2 separate regions of the Mus musculus genome follow, and region 2 is linked to region 1. Evidence: chromatin contacts called from public Micro-C data. All regions are on one chromosome and are shown on one strand. Each heading gives the region's core, a stretch centred on a gene start, on an enhancer-like site or on the middle of the called end of the contact. The rest is flanking DNA. Distances are from core to core; before and after follow the strand shown. Region 1 overlaps Gm1604a (predicted gene 1604A). Region 2 holds the start of Ccr6 (chemokine (C-C motif) receptor 6).

Evidence for each region. Hi-C and Micro-C count contacts between places; a contact is called where the count stands out from the background.
Region 2: a contact with region 1 is called in a Micro-C map of B cells, with 4 times the contacts expected there. The contact joins the promoter of Ccr6 here to the enhancer-like site in region 1. A contact is called at or near these places in 5 of 39 promoter capture datasets (the C10 cell line, the HPC-7 cell line, hematopoietic stem and progenitor cells and 2 more), 1 of 484 Hi-C or Micro-C datasets (B cells) and 1 of 115 datasets of contacts at active chromatin or transcription factors (microglia).

The regions. Positions count from the first base shown.
Region 1 is chr17:7,888,765-7,895,602 of GRCm38.p6, forward strand. The region is part of intron 4 of Gm1604a (predicted gene 1604A); the gene reads right to left. Among named protein-coding and RNA genes, the nearest start is that of Tagap, 34 kb to the right of the region's middle. Within about 2 kb of position 4,162, at least 24 of the 459 cell types and tissues checked have an H3K27ac peak or open chromatin away from gene starts, as enhancers often do. A contact at or near this core is called in B cells, where this site is marked.
Region 2 is chr17:8,231,702-8,238,539 of GRCm38.p6, forward strand. It overlaps Ccr6 (chemokine (C-C motif) receptor 6), which reads left to right and starts at 4,342. Exons shown (of 3, transcript NM_001190333.1): 1 at 4,342-4,614.

The DNA of each region.
Region 1 (6,838 bases), core at 2,912-5,411:
CCACCACATCACAGTGGTCAGAAGGCTAAAAAAGTCAACACTGGTAAATATACATGACACTCTGGGTCGTGGAAATGCCTCCAAAAACCAACTTTATAAAAAACCGAAGTGCCTAGGTCCACCACTAAGTGATTTTATTACTCCTTTTTTCTCCCATTGATTTCTTACAACTAAAAATCCAACTTCATAGCTACTTTCTTGTTGTGATGGAAGGGTCCCATCACCCACTTCCTGGAAAGGGAGAGTAACCTATGTTTGGTTAGAAGATGGACACCCAAGGGTCGGTAGGCCCTGAAATCAGAGGTCTGGAAATCCCATGATTTACCACGGAAACCACAACAGGACCTTCTTGTTGACACCCAACCCTTCCTTTCCCCTCCAGGCCTCCGAGGCCCTCAGCGTGGAAGGACCAGCGGGTGCAGCTGGAAGCGCACTCTGTGGTTTGAGTTGCACTCCTCCTTGCTGCTGAGTGGGCTGGACCACAATTACTCAGGGGCCATGGAGGGCAGGGGAACTACAGGCCTGGGCATCTTCTGACTGTCCTGGTGAGTGTTAACTAAGACCGAGACAATTCCCAGCAATGACATCACTTCTCAGCGAGCTTGGGCACAATCACCCAATTGCTTTTGAGAGCAGAAGACCCTGAAGCAGGTGTGTTCCGCCCCCCACCCCCAGCACTGGTTCTCAACCTTCCTAAGGCTGAGATTCTTTAAGACAGTTCCTCATGTTGCTGTGACCCACCACCACCACCATAAAATTATTCTGGTTGCTACCTCATAACTATAATTTTGATACTGCTATAAATCATAAGTAAAACTCTGATATGCAGGATATCTGATATGTGAAAGGGTCATTCGACCCCCCAAAGAGTGTGTGCCCCGTAGGTTGAGAACAACTGCTTTAAAACATTAATATTACTATCCTGTTTTAAAGGGGTTCAAGATATGCTCCAGTAGCTACAGACTTAAGGAAGTCTTTAAAAAAAGTTAAAAAAAATTTATGAAGCTTATTATGAAAAAATTGCAAATAAATTAAAAATTATATACAAAAAGTAGTCAAATCCAGTCTATAATTCAAGGGACTTCTATACACTTAGAATAGGCATTTAGAATGGAATCTGTGGAGTTTCACAGTAAATTTTACGTTTTCAGTTTCAAATAAATTTTATGCACTTATCCAGATACCATCAAAAACAATAAGAATGTGTGGCAGAATTAAAACTAGAAAAGCAAGTGGCTTAATCCCCACTTTTATAGCTCAGGTCCATTCCCTGCATGCAGTAATCCCAAAGCCTTTTTCTTCTCTTTCCTTCATGTTACACCACACACACGTGTACACCTGTTTACACATATGCATATATTATTGGTTAGATCCCAAGAAGGGCTCTCCAACAGGCCCGAGCATGGCAAACATGGACCAGCAGGTTTTGTCCTTTCTCCCTCCCTCTCCTAAAGCCAGCCCCCAAGTTCTATCACTCCCTTATTTGACCACTGGCTCATTCCTGAGATGAAAACACTGAGGTCCAGCGATCAAACTTCATTATTTGGCTCCACTGGCTAACCTCTCCAGTCAGGACTCAACTTAGCACAGACTTCCCATTTTCTCCTTAAAACTCGCCCCTGCAGAAACACCTGCTGTGTGCTTTTGTCTGATCTAGAGGGTCCAGAGGCAGCCCAGCCCCCTCCCCATTCCACCCTACCCCACCTCACCACTGCATCCCTGATTGTCTCTTTGGGGTAACAAATCTCCTTTGTGCTGAGGATTTGGTATCTGGGTGAGTTTTGTACTGACCATGAGGGGCCCCCTTACACTCCATATATGAGCGAGAACACATGGTGTTCTTCTTTCTGAGAGAGCGCTTAATGTTGTACACTCTAAGACCATCCATTTTCTGCAGATTTTTTAACTTCATTTTTCTTTACAGCTGAATAGTATTCATATATAGATAATATAAATTTTATATTTTATATACTATATGGCAAATTCTCATTATCCATTTGTCTGTTGATGGACAGCTAGGACGATTCCATTCTTTGTAATAGTGAAGAAAGCACCCATAAACAGGGAGATACAGGTATCTCCAGGATGAGTGTGGGAGTCTCTGAATATGTGCTCCGAGGTTTTTTTAAGTCTCCAAACTGATGTCACAATAGTCTTTCTTTCTCCAACGTAGTTGTCAGATTTCTTGGTGGTAGCTTTTCTAATTGGGGTGAGATGGTATCTCAAAGTTATTTTAATTTGCTTTTCCCTAGAGCTAGGAATATCAAACTCTCTCTCTCTCTCTGTCTCTCTCTCTGTCTCTCTGTCTCTCTCTGTCTCTGTCTCCCCTTTCTTTTCTTTTTTCTTTTTTTTGAGAGACATCTATTTGGTTACTTGGTTTGTTTTTCTCTTGTTGGTTGGCAGGTTGGTATTTAACTTCTGCAATTCTTTGCAGATTCTGCCTTGTGTCTGAAGTGGGGCTGGTAAAGCTTTCTCCCATTCTCTGGCTGGCTGTTAACTCTGAGTGCATCCTTTGCTGAACAAAAAGTAGCTATAGCTTGGCTGTTTTAATTAAGCCAAGGCCTTGAAATTGCTCTTTACTGTACAGAACTGTTGACTGTTTGTCAGTAGACTAACCTTGCTCATTCACCTTCAAACCTCTTCTGGACATGAACTTTGCAGGGCGCCATATCTTGAACACAGCTCCAGTCCCCCAATGGCTGTGCTGACAGTACAGTTTGCCTGCCAGACAGCATTCCATCTCACACAAGCAGAAGGCACAAACTACTTTCCCAAAGCAATAAACTGAGACTGTAAATCCCATCGCTCCACATGAGGTGGGTGTGGAGGCAGGCGGGAAAGGATAGATGCGTGTATCAGGAGGCTTTTCATAAAGTGAACCTGGACCATGTGCTATGCCAGCCCCAACTAGTTGCCTGCTGCGGTCTGGTTTCTGTAAATAAGTTATTATTGAAAAGAGTCACACACATCCATTTGTTTACACATAGCCTGTGGTTGAGTTGTATGGCTTCACAATGCCAAAAAAACATTCACTGTATGGTCCTTTACATAGTGTTGCTGGCTCCTAATTTTAGAAAGCTCCAGAGAATGGACTACACAGACACACAGTCTGAGCAAAGAGGAGTGCTCCTGTTCTGTATGGCGGTGCATGCGCAGATGAACCCTTTGTTTATGCCTACATAAAACAGTAACCAATCTAAAAGGTTCAAATCCCCCCCAATCCAGGAAACTCTGAACCCTACCCAGTATAAAATTTATATGAGTTGCTCTGTGATCATTAAAAGTATTCAGGTAACAAACGGCCTTAACTATGAAGAAGGCAAACAAAGACTTGGGCTTCTGATTCTGGGCTTTGATTTATGACTGTTTAGAGCAGTGGCTCTCAACCTTCCTAAGTCTGTTCTTCATGTTCTTCATGTTGTGGTGACCCCAACCATAAAATTATTTTGCTGCTACTTCATAAGTATAATTTTTCTACTGTTAGGTATTATAATGCAAATATCTGATAGGATGTTGTGGTTGCGACCCCCTAGGTTAAGAACCACTGGTTTAGAGTGGTCCACTCTCATCGATGAAATGCAACTGATTTTCCCATAAGAACATCTAAAGAGAAAAGCTGGGATTCAGTATGGCCCATGTAAAGGCTCCTTTCAAACTATGACATGGTGAACAGATATTGGTTCTTGGGGAGCAGAGGGCTGTGGTTGAAACTGCACATTCACATTGCGATGTTTAATAAAGGGGCTTACAGGAAGGCAGGGGAGATTCTGTGAGGGCTCATAAATCAACACATTTCAGAATTTAAACAGGGGCATGTTCACCAAAACAACCAAAGTCAAAGGGACTTAAGGCTCAGGATGAAATGGTTAGAAAAGTGGAGGGGGTGGCGGGACACAGATTATGAAAAAGGAGCCAGCAGTGGACAAAGGAGAGGCCAGTGTTTTCAGGCTGAGACGGGAGCAGAGCAGAGCGGTGGCTCCTCCCTGTCACATGTTGTCAGCACATGCCATTTCATTCCTCTGGAACTTTCTCTCACCACCCCAGCCCGCCATTGTCCCTGTGAGCCTTCAGGTTCTGGCTCAGTTGACACCTTTGCAGAGAGCCCTTCACTGCCACCAAATCTAACATCCTGTCCAATGCGTGGGTAGCAGGAAGAGGTCACACGAGCTACTGGAGGCGTTGGTTCCCTGCATCACTGGCTCCTTGCCACCTACACACTCCTTCTGCCCAGGCCAGAGCCGCTTTCACTTTTTATTCATGAATACGTCTGTGGGTGATGAAGAATTCAAACATCCATGGATTTAAATGTACACAGTCTGGATCCATATCTCCCTCTCCTGAGGAGAGTTGTTTAGGAAGCTGGGATGAGAGCAGACACATAATGACCTATCATGTGCCACCACCTGGCATGACGCCCCACACGTAGTAGGTGTTCATCAAATGCTGACTGAAGAAAGGAAGGTGGACCAATCTTAGCAAACTTTGCAGTGCTTTGGGGACTTTCTGGGGGATCCTGCTACTGCTGTTGGGGTTTTGTTGGCCAACTCCCAGGAGCGACATTCTCAAAAGTCTGTGGCTAGTAAGAGGATTAGACCAGGAGCCCGACACTCTGTTCCCTACAGTGTGACTACTTAACTATTGTGTTGTGTGGCCTGGCACACGGTCCTGTGCCAATACTGTAAATAGAGATTTTTCTGTCTTCAAATAAGTTTGAGCCCTCCAAAGCGTTAACACTGTCCACACAGATTAATCCCAATTGTTAATATGAACTTTTCTTTTGTCAGACCCGAAATGCTGGAATCATTTTCTTCATTGGATACATTTATTTCTTGGTTAAAAACAAAGCAAAACAAAACAAAACAAAACAACAAAACACCTTCCACCCATTGGTATGAATTACGCTGTTCCACACCAAACAATAAAAGCCAAAGTGGCTGTTCAGTAAATTATGAGGAGTTTCTGGAGAACACAGAAATGGAACCCCACCAAAGCCTCTCTTGGCAAACAAGCCCTTGACCATGGGCTTGGTTTCTTTGCTTCTTGCTTTCTCGTTGATGGCTTTGTCACCTCTCAATCCTGGCTACGGGGCCTGGCTCGCCAGGCTTCATTCCTGTTCCTCAGCTATGCTTTCAGGAAAAGACGTTTTGTCCCCTGCTTAACTCAGGTTGGATGTGGTTCATCTAAAGATAATTACACACAAGCACATACACATACATACACATCACACATACACACATGTCACATGCACACACAAAACCACACACATATACTTACACACACTCACACATACACACATACACACAAACACACACACACACTGTAATGGGTCAGAAATCAATATGTGACTCCATTCTGACCAATGAAATGCCAGGAAAAGGTCTCTATTAAATGTGATTGTGTGTGTGTGTTTCTGTCTGTCTGTCTGTCTGTCTGTCATCCTTTAGCCCCTCCCACTCCTGTGAGTCTTCAGGACAGTAGAAGAGGGCATGAGCATCATGGGAGCCACGTGCCACATGAGGTCCAGAAACCACAAGATGAGCAGGAAGAGTCACTGCCAGCTGTGGGAAGCCCTGGCATTTTTGACCTGTCTTTTCACTACCAGGCCATTGCTTTTGTGGTCCAGCCCCACCCAGGTCTGCTCATCATCTCTCATAGACTTTCTACTCTCCATACAGAACTTCAGGTCTCATGTTGTCTTCGTTTCTCCGAAGTCAGGCTGGAAAACATGATGTTGAGGATTATGAATGAAAACTAAATAAGAATTGTTTGAATACCAATAAACTGCATGGATTTCTCTATTTGTTAACTGGAATAAACAGAAACAGAAGATTGCTTAAAATCAGGATGTAATAGACAAAATCAGGCATAACAGACAATCATATGAACACCTGGAGAGGTGGCTGGGTGCTTAAGATTGAGTTCTGGGGAATGGGGAGATGGCTCAGCACTTAAGAACACTGGCTGTTCTTCCAGAGGATCTGAGTTCAATTCCCACACCCAGATAGTGGCTCACACCCAATATACTCCAGTTCTAGGATGTTTGACACCTTGTTCTGGCCTCTACCGGTGCCAGACGTGCATGAGATACACAGACATACATGCAAGCAAATCACCCATACACATAAAAATAAGTAAATCATTTTTTTAATGAGTGCTGTCTTTAATGAGTGAGGTTTTTTTTAGAGGATTGCAGTTCAGTTTCCAGTAGCTCACAACCACCTGTAACTCCAGCTCCAAGGGAATTGGATGCTGCCGGTCTCTTTAGGCATCTGCGCACATGTGTGTACACACACATACACATGCACAGAGACACAGATACACATATACACAGAGAGACACACACATACACACACACATACACATGCACAGAGACACAGATACACATATACACAGAGAGACACACACATACACACACACATACACATGCACAGAGACACAGATACACATATACACAGAGAGACACACACATACATATACACGCATATACATATACATGGCACAGGTTCACACATACTCGAACGTGCACTCATACACATGCACACACTTAGAAATAAATCTCAAAAATGGAAGAGTTCAGAAGAAAGTTAAAACATTCAACTTGGCGGAGTAAAAATAGAAATGTTAACTCCACCACCTTTAGGATTTCTTAGAAAAACTACAAGATCAGATAAGAATATAAAATAGGATGCGTGCTACCACATTCTAATAAGAGGTCAAAGTAATTGCTGGAATGACATTGATCAGTGCCCTCTGAGTCAGAAACAAAATGAAAAGAATCCAAGCGAGGATGTGCAAAGAGAGGCAGAGAGCACACAGGCTGGTCTACAGGAAGGCCATG
Region 2 (6,838 bases), core at 3,092-5,591, 340 kb after region 1:
ACTATATACAGTTGCTGGTTCGTGCCTGATGTCTGCCTGCCCAGAGGACTGGTCTGCAGCTGCTGAATCGTATGTGGTGTTTGCTATGGGACTGAGCTAACTGCTGCCCAAGAAGACCAAGCTCGCCCCCAAAGAACTATTGCTGAACCCCCCATATCGTAATATCTTTTCTCTTCCACTGCCTCTCCTGGGTGGCGGGCTGGAGAAGAGGCTGAACCCTTATTAAAAGTAGGTTGCAAAAAATGTATGCCTGCACACGAGCGTGTGAAAGCATTACAGGGACAGAGAATTGGGGATTTCTAAAGGGACAGCATGTGTTGGGAGAGGAGATTATAATGTCTATGCAGGTGGTGAAGACACCATATTGCCTGGATTGTGGATGGACGGCCTTGGGAGGTGTGTGCCTAGAGCTCTATGTACCAGGAGAAGTAGTGTAGCTCAAGTCTTAGCTGCTAAAGCTGCCTTTCTCCTCCTCTGTCCTGTGCCCATCCCTACAGTGGAGGACAGAGGCCCCTCTCAGGCTCTTGATGAGGGGTTATGCCTGAGCAAGGAGCGCCCACACACTTGGCTTAGAGCCAGCAGCTTGGGCAGGCAGGACAGGATGTCACCACGGTTCTGTAGTTGCCGACAAGTTTCTGTTCCTCTGGCCCTGGTCAGCATGTTGGGGAGGAGGCAGGTCAGGGGCTTTTGCCGGTTGGGAAGCTAAACCTTCGTCCTCTTGTCCTATGAAATTGCTGCAAAAAAAAAAATGCTATGGTTTTAATAGTTGTGTCCCCCAAAGTCAGGTATTGAAGCCCTTGCCTCCAAGGCTTAGGAAGTAATTCGCATGAGGTGTGATTAAGTCAGAAAATTAGCGCCTCCTGAATGGGGTGAGTTCCTATTAAAGGGGGCGCCCAGAGAGTTCCTTCTAACCTTATGCTGTGTAAGGACGGGGCACAGCAACATGACACCATCTTTGTTTTTTATTTGTGAGTGTGAGTATTTTACCTTCGTGTATGTTTGTGCACTGTGTACATCCCTGGTGCCTGTGGAGGCCAGAAGAGGACAATATCTGATCCCCTGGAACTGGAGTTACAAGCATTTGTGAGCCCCTAATGTGGGTGCTGGGGATCGAACCCAGGTCCTCTGGAAGACCTGTGGGAGTGTTCTTAACCACTGAGCCACCTCTCCAACCACCTCCTCCTCTTGTTTTTTTTTCCTTTAACATTTATTTATTGGGGAGGAGGTATACCCATACCAGGGCATATGGTGGCCATCAGAAAACTGTAAGAGGCAGGCCTTGCCTTCCACAACTCGGGCTCTGAGTATCAAAGCAGACTGTCAGGTCTGCCAAGCAACTGCCTATATTATCTGCTGAGCCACCTTGTGGCTGCCACCGTCTTCCTAACAAGGATACTGGTCACAATGGGTCAGGATCAATACTGACGACTTTGTCTTAATTTAATCATCTAAAGAGGCACTGTTTGTCAGGTGTCAGGCACACTAACAAGATTGAAATGATCTCCCATAGCAGCGCCGCAGGGGACTCTCCAGGCTTGTGCTCACGCTCCCCCCCCACCCCCGCCCCCAGTTCTCTTTGTGGAGAAGCCAACCTCTTCCTTCACAGTGGATAGCAATTCCTGCAGCCCACAGTTATCCTGTGTGAGAGTAGGCTGGGGTGCCTCCATGAGCCCCTGAGGTAGAAATTGACCACCTAGTGAAATCACTGCTGTTCCCAGCCTGCTCTGCAGCAACTGCTTCTGTCTAGTTGGTGCGGGGTGAGGCTGATGAACCCCACTTTGCTGAGTCCCCTCTTTTCACACTGAGTTGGGTGTTTCAGTAGGTGAGATACAGTCAAGCTGACAGAACTCTGGATGAGAACAGCAGGGAGCAAACACGCAGAGAAACAGCACAAAGAAGTCGCTGCTTCTCTTCCAGTCTGAACCCAGATCTAAGTGGCCTGCGTCTCGGTAGCTGTCTGGGACTTCCCAAGCCACTGTACCGCATGGGGCACAGGTCTGAGAGATTGGGCAGAAATGTCAACCAGCCTCCATGATGCGATGTCTGTGTTGACTACCTTATCCTTTCTTTTACATCGAGTCACTAGCCTTTGTGAGGGTTGATGGGAGGGGCTGGCCACTCCTAGAGCAGGTACTTCCGTCCAGCTGACTGCTATAGCTGCTTCCGCTCCTGCCAGTATGGTGCTACACACGGGATAGGCCAAAGCCTCCCACTATGTCTGTTGCCACACAAAACTTTCCTGAAACTGTGAGCTGGAACTGAGCTAGAGAAAAAAAAACACACTAGACAAACGAGCCACGTCCTGGGTGACTTCCTGATGCTTCCCGAGCAGGCTGCTTTTAATGAATGAGGAAGTGGTGTTGGGTGTGGTAACCCCCGAGACCCCATGGTTATGTGGTAGCAAGGTGTGTTTAATGAGGTTCAGGTTCACAGTTGTTGATCGTCAGTGGACAGGCTATAAATACCAGCAAAAGCTTGACCCCGACATCCATAGACCTCGACTGTGATTTACTGACTGGGGCCTTTGAAAGGCTCTGAAAATAGAAGGTACATGGAGCCCAGGATAGTTTGTCATTTCACTTCAGAGCCAAGCTGTGCGCACTTGAACTTAGACAACTTTGGAAAGTCTTATTTATTTTGTGCCCAGGGCACTCAATGCTGTGCCCTTATCAGGCTCTCCCTAAGCCAATGGGAATGGCACCATCAGATATAAGCCAATAGAAATAAGGGCATCAAATGTCTTGGGTTGAAACCAGAGGCGTATAAGCTCAACCTTCTTTGTAATGATGAACCAGTTCCAGATGTGGCATTTGGAATCATCTAGAACTCAGGCCGACCTGAGGCTGTATCATTTGTTCCCTTCCCTGAGCCGGGTGGGTCAGAAGGCATGAGTGACGTCTCTTCTGCAATTCTATCAGCAGTGAAGAGCCAGTGCTGCCTGTGTGATGCTGGGGATGTCACACCTTGGCCAGTTCATTTCATTTCCAAGTACCCAGATGATGAAGTATCCCCGATGATAGAAACTCAAGCAAGCCTGTGTAATGAGAACTGAAAGTCTCCCCCAGCTGTATGTGAATTCAAGGTGCTTCAAAAGCAGTGTGAACCCACAGTTCCTTTCTAGGGATGAGCTGTCTCCTGCATCAGTGTAGAGATGGGAGGTGTCCAGGTTCCTGCTGCCTACCTTGCCTCTGTCCCCGCTTTCCAACATCACTCTTGGCCCCAAGGCTACAGTTCTCTTTCAGAACTTCCTTCCTCTCCATCAGAGACCCTCTCACATGTGGTTACTGTATGTAACAGAGTCCACCAGCTAGCTGAATTACAGCGAAGGCCACCATACTGGACACACTTGATCTCACAGGGCTTGCTGTCCTTTGATCAGCATGTAAATCCTTCAAGGTCAAGGACTTCACTGTTTGGTTCCCTGCTCTCTCTCTCTCTCTCTGCTCTCTTTGCCCTATGTTTCTCTCTCTGTCTCTCTCTTTTTGTCTGACTCTCTGTTTCTCTCTCTGCCCCCTCTCTGTTTCTCCTTCTCTCTGCTCTCTATCTTTTTGTCTGTCTCTCTCTTTCTGTCTTTTTGTCTGTCTCTCTCTGGTTTTGTCTGTCTGTCTTTTTGTTTTTGTCTCTGTCTTTTTTGTCTGTCTTTTCCTCTGTCTCTCTCTCTCTCTCTCTCTTCCCCCCCTGTCTCTCTCTCTCTCCTCTCTGATCTCTGCTCTCTGCTCTCTCTTATTCCTGGAACACTGTACTGCACAGACTGGGCACTGAATGAGTGTTTGGTGATGGGAGAGATGGATGCATCTCTGTAGAAAAAGTCTTATTAACTGAATCCATCACTCCAGATGACTCAACACCTAAGTGAGCTGGCCTTTTTTCACACTTGAGAAATAAGGGTAACAATATCCATTTTTCAAAAATTATTTGTCAAGAGTAAATGGTAAGTAGCCTTGCCTTGTGCCACATAATTATTGATGGCGTTTTATGATATCACTGAGACTCACAAGGACAGGAGAGGCATGGGTGCCAGAGCCTTGGGTTGTCACCCACCTTGCCTACCAGAAATCGCTGGTGTTTTCCACCAAGAGCCAAACAAAGACTGTCCTGGTGGTGCTGAGGTTTTTACACTTCCTTCCTCCAGTAGCAAAAATACGGGTTGCTGACTATAGTCCACTAGGTGGACAGGACCCCCTTTCAAAGAACTTTACAGTTACCTAGATGATATGTAATTTCCAAGAATCAAGAAGCATTCCACAGACTTAATAATTCTGAAATGAAAAAAATTTGCATGTCACAGTGAAATCATTGACCTAGTTACATAAGTGCCCTCCTGCCTCCACCTTTGCTACCTCCAGTTTGCAGCGCTGAAAACAGAACACTTGTGGTAAGGTATCTACCCCAGGAGGGTGAAGAACAAGCCACACACTGCTTTGGGGAGCCCAGCTTGGAGCAGAATAGCAAGAACAGACACGGTGCTAGTAACCTGCAGTTCGAAGTCATCACTTTCAGTCCCCTGTGACCAGGGCCAGGGTCTCCACACCTGTGAGAGGAAGCAAAGATCTAAGGAATCTGAAATTTGAGAGAGAAACTGCAGCTGCCAGTTTGTGGGTTGGAACATTATTGGTAAGTTTTGTTTCAGCTTGGACTTTGGGAAAACACTAGGTTTCTGCTGTTGTAAATGGCAGGCTTTAAAAGAAGAATAATATTGCCGTGGTCACATCACCAAGTCCTGGGTGCTTAGAGACTTGGGTTCCTTCAATCCCGTTTAGATGAAAGCCAGGTGCTCACTTTGGTAGTCTTTTGAGTGCCGTGAGTATTTTATTCTATGGGACTTAGAACATCAACTGTTGCTCCAACTATGTCTAGGGTTGGAAAGGAGTCATGCCCTTGGGTGCTGCAGGAAAGAAGTCTGAGTCTCCTGAGTTTTTCAGGTGTTAGGGTCTCTGCCCTTTCTACTCCATAAGGAGATAGAATATGATGTATTTTTGTTTGGTTATATTTTTAGACAAGGTCTCATATATCCCAGGCTGGCCTTGACCTTGCAATTAGCCAAGGATAAGCCTGATCCTCTGCTACCATCTCCTGAATGCTGAGATTACTGGCATGTACCACTGTACCAGGTTTTCTGAGCTGCTGGGAACTGAACCTAGTCTTCCATGTACACCATGCAAGAGCTTGCCTTGCCTCTCCCTCCCTCTCCTTCCTTCCTTCCTTCCTTTCCTCCTCCTCCTCTTCCTCCTCCTCCTCCTTCTCCTCCTTCTTCTTCTCCTTCTCCTCCTCCTCCTCCTCCTCCTCCTCCTCCTCCTTCTTCTTCTTCTTCTCCTTCTTCTCCTTCTTCTCCTTCTTCTTCTCTCCCTTTCTTTCTTTCTTTCTTTCTTTCTTTCTTCCTTCACTTTTCAAGACAGGGTTTCTTTGTGTAGCTCTCTGCCTCTGCCTCTGCCTCTGCCTCTGCCTCTGCCTCTGCCTCTGCCTCTGCCTCTGCCTCTGCCTCTGCCTCTGCCTCTGCCTCTGCCTCTGCCTCTGCCTCTGCCTCTGCCTCTGTCTCCCAAGTGCTGGAATTAAAGGCATGCACCACCACCACCTGACCTGAATTCAGTTTTTAATCATCCACTACTGAGCTCTGAATGACTTACTGAGAGCTTGCTATATTGCCTTCAGGCTGGGTGCTTCTCTCAGGGGAGATGCTCAGGTGTGCCTAGGCACAGTTATGATAAATGAGCCTGTCTGATTTCTCAGCCTAGAACTTCTAGAAGCAAAGAGTTTGTGGGAATGCCAGCCAATGAGGCAAGATAGACCTTGAGTTACTGGCAAAGGCTGACAGAAACCGCTAACACAGGCACGCCTAGAACACAACACCTAAGTCATCACAGGCAGCCCTCCTCTAAGGCAGTCAGCATTTGACAAAGAGGCACGGAACCATTTGCAATTCGAGAGACCCCTCTGGAGAAGCACTGTCTGTAATAAGGACAGGAAGTGCAGATTCTACAAACCCAAACTCTGGTGCCCTTGTTACTCAGGGCTGTCCTGGGAGCAGGGTGAGTCACAGGATGGTCCCCTAAAGTGGATGAAGCTCAGCAGAGGGCATGGACCCAGAGAGGAGGAAAGGGTTGAGGCAGAGGGACAAGGTCAGGACAGAGAAGGAGCCTCTGCCTTGTGCTGAGAGAGAAAGCAGCGGGTGATCCCAGAGCCCACCAAGTAGAATGCACAAATCTACCCAACACTTCTGCGAAATTCTCAGGAGAACTCAGGATGGCGTGACTGGTCGGAAGACATTCTTCCGATAACATCAATGTCCAAGTGAAAGTGACAAACTTGCGGGTTTCTCGGTGCTCTGGGTTATTGAGTGTCATTTAAAGATGCTGTTGTGCTTTGACTAGGACAGCATCGGACGTCCACGCTTTCCCCTGCTGCACTAAGTGCCTTGGGCTTCCTGAGTCCTGGCTTCTATCTAATAATATCTTCTAAGCCAGTTCCAGAAAGAGGAAATGAGCAGAAAAAGAGGCCATAGCCAAAATAGATACAGCAGGCCCCTGCCGTCAGCCTGGGTGCTTCTCCCAGGGGAGACGCTCAGGTGTGTCTTCATATATACTGACTATTTTAGGCACAGTTCTGATAAATAGGGCTGTCTGCTTTCTCAGCCTGGAACTTCTAGAAGCAAAGCGTCCGTGGGAATGCCAATCAATGAGGCAAGATAGACCTTGAGTTACTGGCAAAGGCTGACAGAAACCGCTAACACAGGCACGCCAACTCCATACACTCCCACGGCCACGGAGTCAGACTCACAGTCCTGTGAGCTTCAAGCTTCTTCATTTGCTGCAAAGAGGATGCTCACCTGTCCTCAGCAGAG